Regions from separate parts of the Drosophila melanogaster genome. Here all the other regions are linked to region 3. Evidence: chromatin contacts called from public Hi-C data. All regions are on one chromosome and are shown on one strand. Each heading gives the region's core, a stretch centred on a gene start, on an enhancer-like site or on the middle of the called end of the contact. The rest is flanking DNA. Distances are from core to core; before and after follow the strand shown.

The links. A called contact is a pair of places that touch in the nucleus more often than the background predicts.
Region 1: a contact with region 3 is called in a Hi-C map of the S2 cell line, with 2.3 times the contacts expected there. The contact joins the promoter of kel here to the promoter of CG5674 in region 3. A contact is called at or near these places in 30 of 107 Hi-C or Micro-C datasets (the D17-c3 cell line, the Kc167 cell line, the ML-DmBG3-c2 cell line and 12 more) and 4 of 6 datasets of contacts at active chromatin or transcription factors (the Kc167 cell line and the S2 cell line).
Region 2: a contact with region 3 is called in a Hi-C map of the Kc167 cell line, with 4 times the contacts expected there. The contact joins the promoter of CadN here to the promoter of CG5674 in region 3. A contact is called at or near these places in 8 of 107 Hi-C or Micro-C datasets (the Kc167 cell line, the S2 cell line, cellular blastoderm embryo and 1 more) and 1 of 6 datasets of contacts at active chromatin or transcription factors (the Kc167 cell line).

What each region holds. Positions count from the first base shown.
Region 1 is chr2L:18,136,659-18,140,991 of dm6, forward strand. It overlaps kel (kelch), which reads right to left and starts at 1,425. Exons shown (of 6, transcript NM_165242.2): 1 at 819-1,425. The coding sequence starts at 1,273. Socs36E (Suppressor of cytokine signaling at 36E) reads right to left here. Exons shown (of 4, transcript NM_165243.3): 3 at 3,785-4,333; 4 at 2,017-3,496. The coding sequence ends at 3,187.
Region 2 is chr2L:17,776,752-17,781,186 of dm6, forward strand. It overlaps CadN (Cadherin-N), which reads right to left and starts at 1,589. Exons shown (of 24, transcript NM_165227.3): 1 at 1,464-1,589; 2 at 675-1,048.
Region 3 is chr2L:17,961,707-17,966,562 of dm6, forward strand. CG5674 reads left to right here and starts at 1,673. Exons shown (of 2, transcript NM_165233.3): 1 at 1,673-1,899. The coding sequence starts at 1,840. btv (beethoven) reads right to left here. Exons shown (of 25, transcript NM_001042904.4): 22 at 4,243-4,856; 23 at 2,803-4,181; 24 at 2,438-2,743; 25 at 919-1,310. The coding sequence ends at 1,029.

The sequences.
Region 1 (4,333 bases), core at 175-2,674, 170 kb after region 3:
ACTCATCATAATAAAAACTAGACAATAATTAATGCGAATGGCCCCACGACAAAAGCGGCGGCAAATATTCGTTTATACATATGTAGTGTGCAAACACAAATATTAGCAACGGCCAGATAAACAAAGCGAACTGCGCAAATATGCGAGAGACGATCATCTGACATTTTCAGAGATTTTATTTTCGCATCTTGGCCCAAATCTCAAAGCTCGAGAGCCAGTCGGTCCACCTGTTCCCGTCGAACACGCAGGGATTGAATCATGCGCCTTTGTCCGGGAACAGAGGAGATGAGTTTATAATAGAGTGTAGTTAGCACAGTTCTATTTATATTAAGTTGAGGTAGGTCGTCATATTTAACAACTGAAAGTTTTAGTGGTAGAAACTCAGATCAGCTTGTTTTGTCAAGGAAATAGTAACTGGGAAATAGCTGACACCTTTTTAGAACCTGAACGAACGTTCAGCTGGTTTGCTGTTGAGCAAACAAATGACATTTGAAACATTTTTCGAACCGTTGTAGGTGTGCTTATTTACATAATCAGGCTATAAAATCACATAGATCTAATTCTGCATATCATTAAAAGTCCTATGTGGGTGCTGTGTGTTCTATTCTCCAGGGCAGGTACAAAATAACCAATGTTCTACCTAAGGTTTTTAAAACCTCTCACAGGTAGGAATTAGGATATAATACTATTTGTGGATCTAAATATACTGCCTTAAGGTCTTTAGAAACCCTGGCTACTTCTTTATGATGCTTAAGGACTTAACCAAATTTTATAGTCGTACGAACTGATCCTTCGACAGGATCTCGTGCCATCCTTACTTTCTCATCTCGTTCATGGCGTCGAAGGAGCGCGCCGTATGCTGTTCATTGCTGTACTGCCCCACAGTGCCGCGCTCCTTGCCATTTGGCCGCTGGACGTGCTTCTGGGAGCTCTCGTCCAGGGAGTTCTGGCTGGCGTAGCGCAGAAGGCAGCTGCCCCGCTCCAGGCCACTTCCCTCGGCGGCGGGATTCTGATGGTGGTGGTGCTGCTGCTGTTGCTGCTGCAGCAGGCGGTTGCGCTGCTGCATGGCTGCCACGCCCACTGCGGCACCTAGTCCGGGCGGTGGCGCCACGAACTCCGCTCCCGCTCCGCCTTCATTCTGTGCTGGTTGTTGTGGGTTCTGACCCTGTTGTTGTTGCTGCTGCTGCTGGTTGTTGTTGTTGCTGTTGCCATTGCTTAGGTTGCTCATAATACCGATCGTATATTTGGTTAGCAGCGCACTCAGAGCTATCATCCGAAACGGATCGGAAACGGAAGTCGCAGCGAATCGAAGGTGCCTCGCCTGGTCCGAAAAAACAAACCGAGGTGGTGAAAAATTGTACACTTTTTGGACGCGACCAGAGCAGTGTGACCAGCCTCGGGTTGGTCGCAAGTTACCACTAGCGATGAATACTCATCGATAGTCCGATAGGCATTTTCAACCAGTTCTCACTGAGCTGGCTTTGTTTCCAACTATAAAATTAATGATAAAGTCATTTAATTTTTGAATTTTTGTAATTCACTTGAATTACATCTTAAATATGACCTCTCCCCTTTAATTTTTATTTATACGTACGTTTCAAAAAGTGTGATTTTTAAATTGATATACAAACTAATATTCCACATTTACCTAAACTTAAAAAAAGCATACCTAATTCATCTTATAAAAATATATAAATAAAATTGCAAAAAGATTACAAATATGCGACACAGAATTCATTAAGATTGCATATTCGAATTCCATAAAAGAAAGTAAAAAAGGTTTAGTTCAGCATAATCTTGATAGAATATCTATAGATATTTTATAGATATAAAATAAAATAAATAGAAATCTATAGATTTTAGTTGATTACTCTCATTTTATAAAGAATTCACGACTTTATAATGAAAATAACGAATGAGTTAAACATTCATTTGTTAAAGATATTAAAATACATCAATCATTTGGGTTGATTATGATTCCACACTTCTGATTCAAAACACACTTTGAGATTTTTTCTAATATCTTGATCAACTTTATTTGTTTGACTCTTTTTTCGATTTTGTTTTTGAATATTGATACGCATGCTCATCAACATGTGAGATATGTAAAATACATTAAATAGGTATTGGAAACAACTGCTTATTGAATGTTTACGAATAACAGCAACCACCTAGGTAGGAATACATGATTTATAATTCATTATATTAATATAGCTACAGCTTAATGCGAAAATCGGTAGTATTTACAAATGCTCTACACGTGTACAACTGACGGGTTTTTTCTTTTTAAACAAAGCACTCGCTTGCGAACGAAATCACTTCGAATAAATAAATAAAGTATATTCATAAATAGGCGAAAATTACATTTGGAAATTTGGCTAATGAGAGAGTTTTACACTAACTAAGCTGCATTCGTATCTCGTATTTACACGTAACAGTAACACATCATTTAGATTCCATACTTCAAATAAATACAATGAAATATTACAAGAATACCAGCGATTACGAAAAGCTCGATTGGCCCTTCTTTTTGCAATACTTATGTGTGTAGGAGAGAGGGTTGCTTTAGATAATAATACTTAGTTTATAGTACAATTAGCTAACTGCGATTTCGATTCTACATTCTACCAGCTCGCTTTCAAGAGTGCCACAACTCAAAAATCCGTCCGAGCTGCATTCCAATAGGTGAGATATATATGGTGAACATTTGGTTTTTGATCCATGACAGTCTTGTAGTAGCGAGCTAGCGATTTTGTTATGTGGCTTCGCGTTTGATCTTTTAACTTATGGTGGCGGCACACGCTGCACTGGGATTGTCTCAGTTTGAGTTTTGGTTTCTGGGTTCTGTTTGCCCCTCCGTCCACGTCCTGATCCTCAGGAGGAGTTGGAGTGACGCTCCGGCGTGGCGACAGTCTTCTGGTAGCAATTCAGATTGGCCGACATCCGACCAAAGGCGGCTGCCATGCGGTTGGGCAGCCTGCTGAGGTGCTCCTGAAGATTGGACGATCTGGATGAGGACGGAGCCGATGGGCCCGACGCCGTGGTGACCTGCTGCAGCTGGGCCACCACCTCGGCGTGCTGAACGTAGGAGACCCGTATGTTGACCCCCTCGTCGTCGTCCTCGTCCACCTCGCTGCCGCTCTCCACGTCCTCGTAGTAGGTGAAGCCCACCTGCTGCTCCTCCCGCTATACATTGCCGTAGTACGGCATCGGGGTGTTCTGGTCGATGGGCTTGACGCGCAGCTTCTGCTTGTAGTGATACTCCTTAAGGTAGCTCTTCAGCCGACCGGGCAGCTCCATCTGGTTGATCCCGTCGTAGCTGGTGTTGGACACAATGGTCGCCCGGGAGAGCTGCTGCAGGGAGAAGGTCTGCCTTCTGTGCAGGGGTATCGTCAGGCAGGGCTCGAAGAACATCACGCAGGCGGGGTCCTTGTAGTGCTCCAAAAGTCCTGTCACCGTGGGCGCCGTGAACACACACGGATCGTGGCAGTCGAAGCTGTAGAAGAATGGATATCGTTAGTCACCAGTTTGGATTTCAAGGTGCTGTGGAATTTCGAGTTTTGAAATATTTAAAAAGTTTAAATGAACAAATGTTGGATTTTCAACAAGTGCTGTCTTCAAGTCTAACATTGTTGCGATAAAATGAACTCATTACAGGCAGCGACGACTCATCAATATAATTTAATCGGAATTACCAGGAATTGTCTATCATATTTCAATGACTCGCCCATGCATGTCAGCTGCGGATTCCGAGAAATCCGTTGAGATAAGGACTAGTGCTCACCTGAACTTGTGACCGCTCTGCTCGATGCGAGCGTGCAGTGACCTGCCGTACTTCCGGAATGTGACCGAGAAGAGGAACTCCTCCTGGGCGGAGTCGCGCAGCAGGAACGTGCCCTCCGGCTTGCCCTCGAGCAGGTGCTCCGCCTCGTAGCGGTCCATCTTGCCCCAGTAGAAGCTGCTGTTCGTGATCTTCTCGAGATCGGGAACCAGGCAGTGCATGAAGTCGATTTGCGAGTGCACGGTCATGTTGCGGGCGGCTCCGATTCCGGCATGGCCAGCCCCTCCGGCGGGGGCGACCGTGGCCAGGGGACGTGGCCGGGGCGGAGTCTGGGGCGACTGGGGGGCGGGCTCGGTGACCACAGTTACGCGGCCGCCATTGGGCGACTCGACCACGAAGCCCGGCGATGTGATCCGAATGATGAGCTGATGATGGTGATGGCTGGCGTCCGGAACGGCGACGGAATTTCGTATCCTTTGGCTCTGCATCCGGCGCTGTGAGCCACCACTCGATGTGCCCAGCGTGGGCGGTGTGGAGCGGCGGTCAGCTGTC
Region 2 (4,435 bases), core at 339-2,838, 190 kb before region 3:
CTCCAAGGCGTTGTTTGTTATTGTCTCTGGTTGAACGTGGCCAGAAGTTGACATTCCAGTGACTGTCAAAAGAAAAATAGCTACTAAGCTAAGGAATGCATCAAGTTGGAGATTTTGTTTCACGGATAAAGTTTCTTTTTCGAGCAAAAGAAATTGTAGATGTGTGTGACAAAAAGATTTGAATTAAAGTGATGAATACGGAAAAGTGACAGAAATGCTGACAGCAAAAAACAAATATAATCTAACACATTATTTAAATTTATTAACAGAAATGGAAAATGTAAATGATGAGTTAATATTAATATGCCTTAAGCCCACAAAATATAACACTATATTTCAAAATAAGTCTATCACATCTGCATTCCATCCCATTTAATCTGGATAGCACACCAGAAATATAGTAAAAGTATCTGCAAGAGTAGCCTGTAGCCATTTGACTTGAAACGAACTGTTAAAACATTAAGCCAAATTACTGAAATTACATCAAAGAAGATAAAATCTTCGAAAGTACAGAAAAAGAAGACGAAAACTGGGAGATTGTAGCCATTAAATAAAAGATACTTTTACGCCGACGAGCAACCGAGAAGATTGCACAGGCGGCGAAAATATTTCACAACAAATGCATAAATCACAATTTGTTTGCCGGTATTGAAGATATCTGATGGAATGCTTACCGCCAAGGGAAATAATCCAATCCAAAAAATTGAAGGCGGCTATAAAAAAGCACAACGAATATACAAACACTTCGAATTTCCGAATTTTATTTATCTCTTGATTTCGAGTCGCTGCTCAATCGCTGTGGCATTCAAATGCATTTCACTTGCGGGCGCCCAAAATAAACACTTCATTATTAGAAACACATGCAACGCACTTTTAGCAGGGGGCAAATCTCCAAAGGGCTGGTCTTATTTCAGTTCTTATTATTTTCGGTTGTATGTATTGCATGGGCCCGCCTTGAGGGCGAATATTTAAAAATATACAATATTTTTTTTCCTTCTCTATTTTCTCACATCACTGCACTTTAGCATTCTGCTGCTCTTGTTTTCCTCTGTCGATTTTTGCACACGCAACGGAAATGCTAGGGAGAGATGCAAATGTACGGTAACGGGATTGGGGCTCCAAAATGAAAAGGAAAACGCACTGCGCTCCAAAAATAGATTTAAAGGCAATCGAAAATGGGGAAACTTTAACGTAAGCAAACGGCGCAAACACACCGGGAATAATGCTTAAGATTAATTTTATTATTCATCTAATAAAGAAAGTACTATACAAACATATGTTGAAATTCTTAAAAATGCAAAACTAACACTTTAATAATTATATTAATTTTAATTTTATGTATATTTAATTTTATGTGTATTTATGTAAGTAACAAGTTATATTTGGCTTTCCTTCTCACTCCGCAACCCCAATTTATGCCCACATTTTGTGTACATCCGCGACCGTTCCTCAATTTTCCGCACCTTCTTTGTTTAACTCCTTCGTCAACACACTATTATTTTTTTTAAACAGCATGCACTTTTCACGCGCTCTCCCGCCAATAAAAGCAGCTTTTCCGACCGCTTTTCCGTCTTCACCGAAGCTTCCCGCTCGCGTGTTCAAATCGAACTGAAAAGCGAGGAATAAAAACAAATGATCCGATGCTGATCCGCTCTGCTCGTATCTTCTGCCTCGGAAGAGCGTCTAGGTTGTTATTCTTGTTTTGTGCGCTCCATCGCGAGACAGAAAGAGATGGATGGACGAAGAAAGAAGGGGAGCGCTGACGGGAGCGAGTTCATCCGTGGTGCCGGTAAAATGAATGCTTTTGTTTATGTTTTGAATGAACACCCGGCTTTTGCATATACACTAGAAAAAATATTAGGGAACTCTGTAGGTTATTATGACGAATATACTTGAAAGAAAACGATATTTGAAGGTGTCAGGAGTGGAAGTGGCCAATTGGTAATCCCGAAAACCGACTCCCAATTAGTAAAATAATTTAGATATTAGGGCCTCCAAAACAGTATATTGAATACTACATATAAAATCGGTTATATTAAAAGACCTCTAATATGCACGTTTTTTCTACGTACCATCTTTTCTATATTATATTCACGATATCCTTATCTGAATGAATACTGAATGAATATGAACATCGACTTATCCATAAACTATAGAATCCAGAAAGTTGAGAATAAAGCATTCCCATTCTAGTGAGGCCTTCTCAACAAAAGTTTATCCAAGCCATTGAAATGATTACTTAAATATACTTTGGGGTTAACCAAATTTCTAGGTGATCAGCTTAGATATTCTACGAATTTGTTTAATTATGTTTGCACATTTTTGATGATTACCGTGGAAGCGAGCTCAAATTGGTTTCGAATGATCTGCTGATCCCATAAATCAAACTTTTCTATGTTTGTTCTCACGCTGAACTTATAAGACCGGACTTGGCACCGTTATCTAAACGTAAGCAACCTTGAAACATTTGCGCTACTATGCGGTCAGCTGTTGGTCATTAGCCACATGATGAGGCGAAAACGAGGCTATTAAAAAACGCTTGGGTAAAAAGCTGTCACATCGAAATGTGCAAGTGAAGATGACAGAGAGGGCAGATCCCGAAGGAAAGAGACAGCCGCCCATCGGCAAGTGCACTAAAATGCAGCAGTGTTTTCACAATGAAGTGACCCACAGACAACGAATGTCATGCATGAGGAGGAACCAGTTTTCCAGTTCGAAAATGTGTGACAAATATGAAAGGCGATCGACGCTGAGATATTGATGTTGGGCAACAACAAAAGTCGGGATCCAGATATATATATTTAGTCGTCTGTAGTCGACGAGACAAAGCCGCCGACAGGCAGAAAGCTCTTAGATAATCATCTCTTTGAAATCGCTGACAAAGCAAGCGCAAAATGGTAAAATAAAATGTTGGCAACGGAGGGGGAAATGAAAACAAATAAATAAGAATTCCTTTCAAGCGTAACGGAAGTCGTTGAGAGCTAAATGGTCAACGGGCCAGTGGGCAATGATTAAGAACGGGCTAACAAGCTGTCACCGGATGCTTAAGTCGGCTAAGTTGAGGGGCTTATAGCCGAAATTCGAGAAGCACTTCCATGTAGACTTCATTTTGAATGTCTATTTCTCGAAGTGTTAGCACATTATTTACATCTCAGAAAAGATCTTAGATGTGTTGAACTATCGATTCGAGCAAATTATTATGAATTATGATTATAGGTATATTTTATCAAAGGAAAACGGTTACTTCTTAATGAATATAATTCCTACTGTAGCTTAAAAGTTTTATTAAAATTTTCAGAATATTTAAATAAGTATGCAAGATATAAAAACACAACATTGCTTATTTAATACGAACACAGCGTTCTGGTTTCGTTTCGTTTTTCGACTAATTTTCTATTAATATTAAACATATACCAAATCCGCGCCTCTATCCAAATAATTAGACATATTTATGTGTTCATAAATATCTCAGATATGATTCCACTTTTTCCCAATTCTTTGGCTCCGTTAAAATATATTTCTTTCAATCCAGTTTTGCTTTGGCTCAAATCAAACCTTCGGCAGCTTTTAATTAAAATGCGATAAAAGTGAGAAAATTCGTTGCGGTTTGTCTAAATGGGCACCCAAAAAAGGCAATCAAACGCCCAAAATGAAAAAAGAAACCTCGATGGTGTATAAATATGTGAGTGTGTCGATAGGGGAAAATCAACGATTTCTTATCCCGCTTTTGGTGCGCACTTATTTATGTAAATCTTGTCGCCCTCAACGGAAAGCCGTCGTCCCAGTGGGCAAACATCTAAAATGCATTTGTGGAGCAAACGGAGTCCGATTAACAAAAAAAAACATAGGAGAAAAACCCAATCGCAGGCAATCCAATTCGAATCCAAGCCAATCCGATTCCGATGGCCACTCGAGACGTCGTTGGCAAAAGCCTATTGAATAATTTTCGATTTGATTTTCGTTACAGATGCTGTTTGAATACCCCCTTGCCGCACCTACTCTTCCCCATTCGATTCATGACTTATTCACTTGATTTTACTTGATTTTCCACTTTATGACGGACTATGTGCCAATGTTGGCCAAAACCCCTAAAAGGAGGCAAAATGTATTGAATTACTGCGAAGATTTTATTTACCATTTGGCTGTGATAAATGGTCTGCTAGATGTATTTTTTTACTACCAGATCATTAATCAATGCAATATTTGCTTATTGTTCGCTGAAAGTTTAAGATGGATTTGAAAATGTAATAAGAAAAGATACATAATCTGAACTCCATGCCACACACTAACTTTACACCTTATCCTCATTGTATGTGTTGAATTAAAAGGGAGCTTAATTTTTAATCTTTCCCAAGACTCGCTTACTCATCGCCATTTTTGTAAGCCAGTGGAATGTAATTAATTTTTTAAGCGCTGCACGTTTTTCGTTGAAACA
Region 3 (4,856 bases), core at 423-2,922:
TGTGGTTGCGGCTTGGGAATATTTTGGAAATTGATCTTTATGTAGCCTAAATGCATAAGAAGGAGGTCTTTAAACTGTTCTTCCTTGTAGCTAATTGGATTTGAAGTTCGGAGCGGAGTTTATGTATCTTTTGATATACACATTCACTTTATATCCTTACTCAATTACCTTTTCAGCCTTATCGCGCTGCCTAATTCCTTAATCCGCAACTAAATTTCCATTTGAAGCGTAATAAATTATTTATTCTCAATAGCCGACAGCACAACAAGTTGGGAAAGGCGTACAACAAAATCTGAGAAGTCTGCATAGCTAAATTTGCAAAATGTGTTAACAAACTGCCACGCCCACCGATACGAGGCACTGTGATTTGTGCGGAGGGCAATTTATATGCCACAGAAGCCGGCTGCCACGCCCCCTTCTCGGTACCGGGAGGCACTTTACACTCAAATTGTGTTAATTTGCATATTGGAAACTTTTGCCTAATTGAACATAATGCCACTTAATTAAAGTTAAGACAAGTTTTTGACGGTAAAATGGTTTTGGGCCTGGGGGATGTCGGGGATGTCTTGGCAACTAAAAGTATGCCCGACATTTATGGCAGTTTGTTGTTGAAATTTACGGCAATTAGTTTAATATGAGCAGATTATGAGGGACACAGGACGCAATAAAATCCCTTCGGCGGTGGCAAATTAATTTTTAGGGGCATCCCCGAATAAACACAGACACTGAGACATATGGAAATCAATTAGCTCTTCAGAGTCTAAGTCCTCGCCTTAAATGTTTAATGGCCCATTTTTATGTTTGCCTTTGGCTGCCTAATTGTTAGTTGTTTAAATATTTACTTAGAATTAGTTGGGACCCAAATGACAGCGTGTCAAGGGTAGGAAACTAATGTTAAAAGAGTTTCGTTTGGTTTTTATTTAATATTTGCGAAGGTGAATTGCTATTCAAGTGTCAGTCCAACACATTCTTCGCTTCTCTACATATATATTTGAAATATATTGGTATAAAATAATATTGAGTGGTGTTTAATAATCTTCGACTATTAGCGCTGTTCCGGCCAAGAGAATTTGTTCCGCAGTTCCGGTCACAATATCAACATTTAGGTGGCAAATCAATTTGTCGCGACTGCTCCGAGAATATAATGGGAGTTTGGGCTTCGATTCAGCATTTTGCGTGGAATATAGCGAATTTTTGCCGTATTTTGAGGAACTAGTAGTCGTATGACTGACATTTTGTACTTCGTCTTTTATTTTGTACTTGATGTAGAAGGGGTTCGATTTTCCCATTCCACTCTGGGCGCCATCAATCTGTAATGGAAAATGAATAGTGCCAAGTTTAGTTACTAATGAAATACTTAGATATATTCCACATTACATATATTCACAATTGCTAAAAACAAAAAAAAAGGCGAAAAGCGGGTAGATGATTTGCAAAGTTTATTCTCCAAGTCCTAAAATGTATATACAAAAAAATAGTTATTTGTTTTTTTACAGTGTTAGTTCTAGCAGGTACACCCATCAGGGCATAGCGGATGCACTCCCCATAGTCAGCTTCCAAACCGATTATCGATTGGCATCGAATACGTAGATATACAAACGAGAAGGGAAAGTAAAATGTAAGTTTGTGCTCAGAACTGCTTATCGATAGGCATCGGACAAGGTGCCATCTCTAATTCCCCCTCTTGTACCGGAATGTCAATCAAATGAAAACAAAAAAAGCGGCGTGAGAAAACTGAAAAGAACGGGCATCCAGTGCACATTTCAAGCTTAATTTCGATGCATTGAACGGCGGCGGCGCACCGAAAACAGGAGGCGCAGGATTACGGATACGGAAGCTATGGAAACGGCCAGAATGGAGACGGCGATGGAGACACATTTTATGGCCAAAATGGGGAAGGTGAGGAACAAAGACAAGAAGCAAACGGGCAAGAGGGAGAGAAGATGTCATCAGTCTTCGTCCCAAAAGATAAATAAGTATCTTTTGGGATTTTGGATTGGGGGAATCAATTTGGACTATGGATGTATGCATATCTACTATCCAGGTAATCCGTAACAGAGTATTGTTACTGTTACTACTACTACGTGTGCATCCAATTGTATCTGATATAGCAACCTGGCAAAATGTATCCCAAAATTATTTCTCAATGTTTATTGTATTTACTGTAACGCTTCTCGAGGGCTTATGATATTTAATGGTTATCCCCAACTTAACCAATGCGCCATCTACCGCGAATATTATAGTTATGGCAATTTCTTGGCTGATTATCCTGCGATTAGTTAAATTTCCTTTTATGGCTTCGAAATATATTCTTAGTCGCTAAAGAAGAAGACATAGAAGACATAACCCCTTGAATCATGAGTAAGTGGCTTGCTGAATTTGATTTCACAACTTGATGTCAAAACATTATCGGTTAAAGATACTAATTCTTACTCACCTTTAGCGGCGCCAGCTTGAGTATTATGTCCGAAGAATCACTTTCCAAGTTTGAGGAGCCGCAAGTTTGCAACTCCAGGCGTTCGGTGGAAACTGCCAGTTTTCGAGACTGCAGCAGCTTTAAACAGGACAACAGGTTCTCACAGTTAAACACCTGGACGAAATTGATATCCTCTACAAAATCCAGATGCATTTGCTCCCGGAATCGAAGTTCGGCAGCCTGGGCTCGAACGATTAGGGCTCTTAAAAAGTCCACGGCACTGTTGCTGCCAGGTCCAGGCCATAGTTTAAGCCAACTGGCAGGAATCTATGAATTTCAGTTTATTATGCATTTTCAAGTTACGTTACTGTACCCCAGTTTCTTACCTGCTGTTCTGCCAGAGTTCTCAGAGTGCTGCCATCCACCTCCTGCGACTCCTTAAGCCAGGCATGCATCTGCGACAAAGTCTGGTGAACTATGCCGTAGAGATCCGCCCCTAGTTTCAGTTCAGCCAGCACAAAAAGTGCCCAGGGAGATTCACCCACATCAGTTTTTGCCTCCTTCATAGTCTGGATTATGGTACACGAAGCCGCCAACTTTCTCCATAGATTCAGTAGGGGTTTAATTTGCTGTTCCAGCTTCTGACGACCAGTGAGCTGATCGTTTCCCTTAGACTCTCCTGCTCCTCCAGAATCCTTAGCCAAGCCTCTTCCGTAATGCAATCCCCTGAGTTCCTTTATCACTCTTTTGGCCTGTTCAATTTCGCGTTGCTGTTGTGCCTGATTGGCCAAACCATACATACTGGGCTCATCTGTGTCAGGAAGTTTCTCCAATGCAGCGTAGTAGTCCTGCAGTTGACCGCTAGTTGGTATGGATAGAGATAATCCAAGAGGTGACCAACGATTGCTTAAGACGTCCGCTGAACAAAACTGGTTCAGATAGGTTGTGAGTATCTCCAGATCCCTCTGATTATTTACTCTTCCGCCATAAGCGAGGGCTTCACTGAGACGTTGCATCAGCAACCAATCGCATTTTCCTGAATTAAGTTGCTGATCCATCATTCTTAGGATACCCAGAGCCGCTTTTAGATCTGCCTCACCGAATTCATAGTATTTTGACCAACCTTGTGGTATAAACTGTCGCCTTTGTTGAAGCACAGCTGTTAGGACAAAATAAACCAGTCTCATCTTGAGGCTCTTTGGTTGGTTTTTAAGCTTTTGATCCTGTTCAGCAGCGAAGTTCTGGAGCAAACGCATCACAATCTGCTTTAGTCCCTTAGGCTGCTCATAACGTACTTTAAGGCATTTATAAATGGCAGCTTCGGAAAATCCCTCGGTTGATTCGCACAATAGCCACAATCGAAAGTCTTTCGATTTTTGAATTTCACTTAATTCCCTTTCCATTTGAGTTAGAAATTCCGGCACCAAATGGACATTCTTAACGCATAACCAGTGGCCATCTATGGCAGCCTGACGCATTTCGGAGAGAACTCTTTTCTCAACACCTTTTCCAATAGCCATTTCTCTATACTTTTGATTGGCCCACTTTCTCAATTCAGTTGTTGGATCATTTTCCGCATGACTAACCATCAAAATCGGGCGATCACAGCTGCTCTGCTGCAGCAACTGCTCCACAGAAGGTTGGGTGGAGGCATCTGGGGAAATTCCCAGCAGATCGCTACTCACTTTTCGCAGTTGGTGAAGCATCAAGTCGGGTCGGAAAATCTGAGCAATAAGCACACGCTGGAAGCTGGACCCCAACGCAGCTGTAAGTTCGAAAATAAATCTGAATAAGATGAAATTAACTAAATTATTTCTACAACTTACGTAGCACATCATCCGCTTGAGCCTCAATGAATCCGCGCCAGATATAGTCCTTCTCCAACTGGAGCTTGCTTCGCAAATCTGGGAACAATTGGAGTAACATAGCCAGCTTTAATTGCGCTTCCTTGGGCATGCAGTCGGGCAGTTTTCCAAGCTGACTTAGCACCATACTGCCATCAGAACTACCCATGAAATTGTTCACAAACAGCTCCCACTCCTTGGGGTTTAATCTATCGGGATATGCCTGATGACAAACCCACAAGGATAAGGATAGCTGGCTATCTCTAGAAGTAGCTCTAGCTAAATTCATATAAACACTTCGTACAAGACAATCATAGACCTTGGACTCATCTCGTTGACTTTTGGAAAGAGCCCCCAAAAATAGTTCAATGTAAACAAGAGGGGATAATTCATAGCCCTGGATGAGGCCTGCATAAAATGTTGCTGCCCTGGAACTAAGTTCTCTCAAGGAACCAAACTGAGCTAGTAAAGTATCCCTAATTTGTCCACTCTGCTTAAGGGCCTCATCTATTTGGGTACTGCCTTGTTTGATTTCGTTTAAGCTTTCCAAAAGCTGCTCGTTCTTCAGAATGTCGCCCTCTGATTTCGATAGTTGC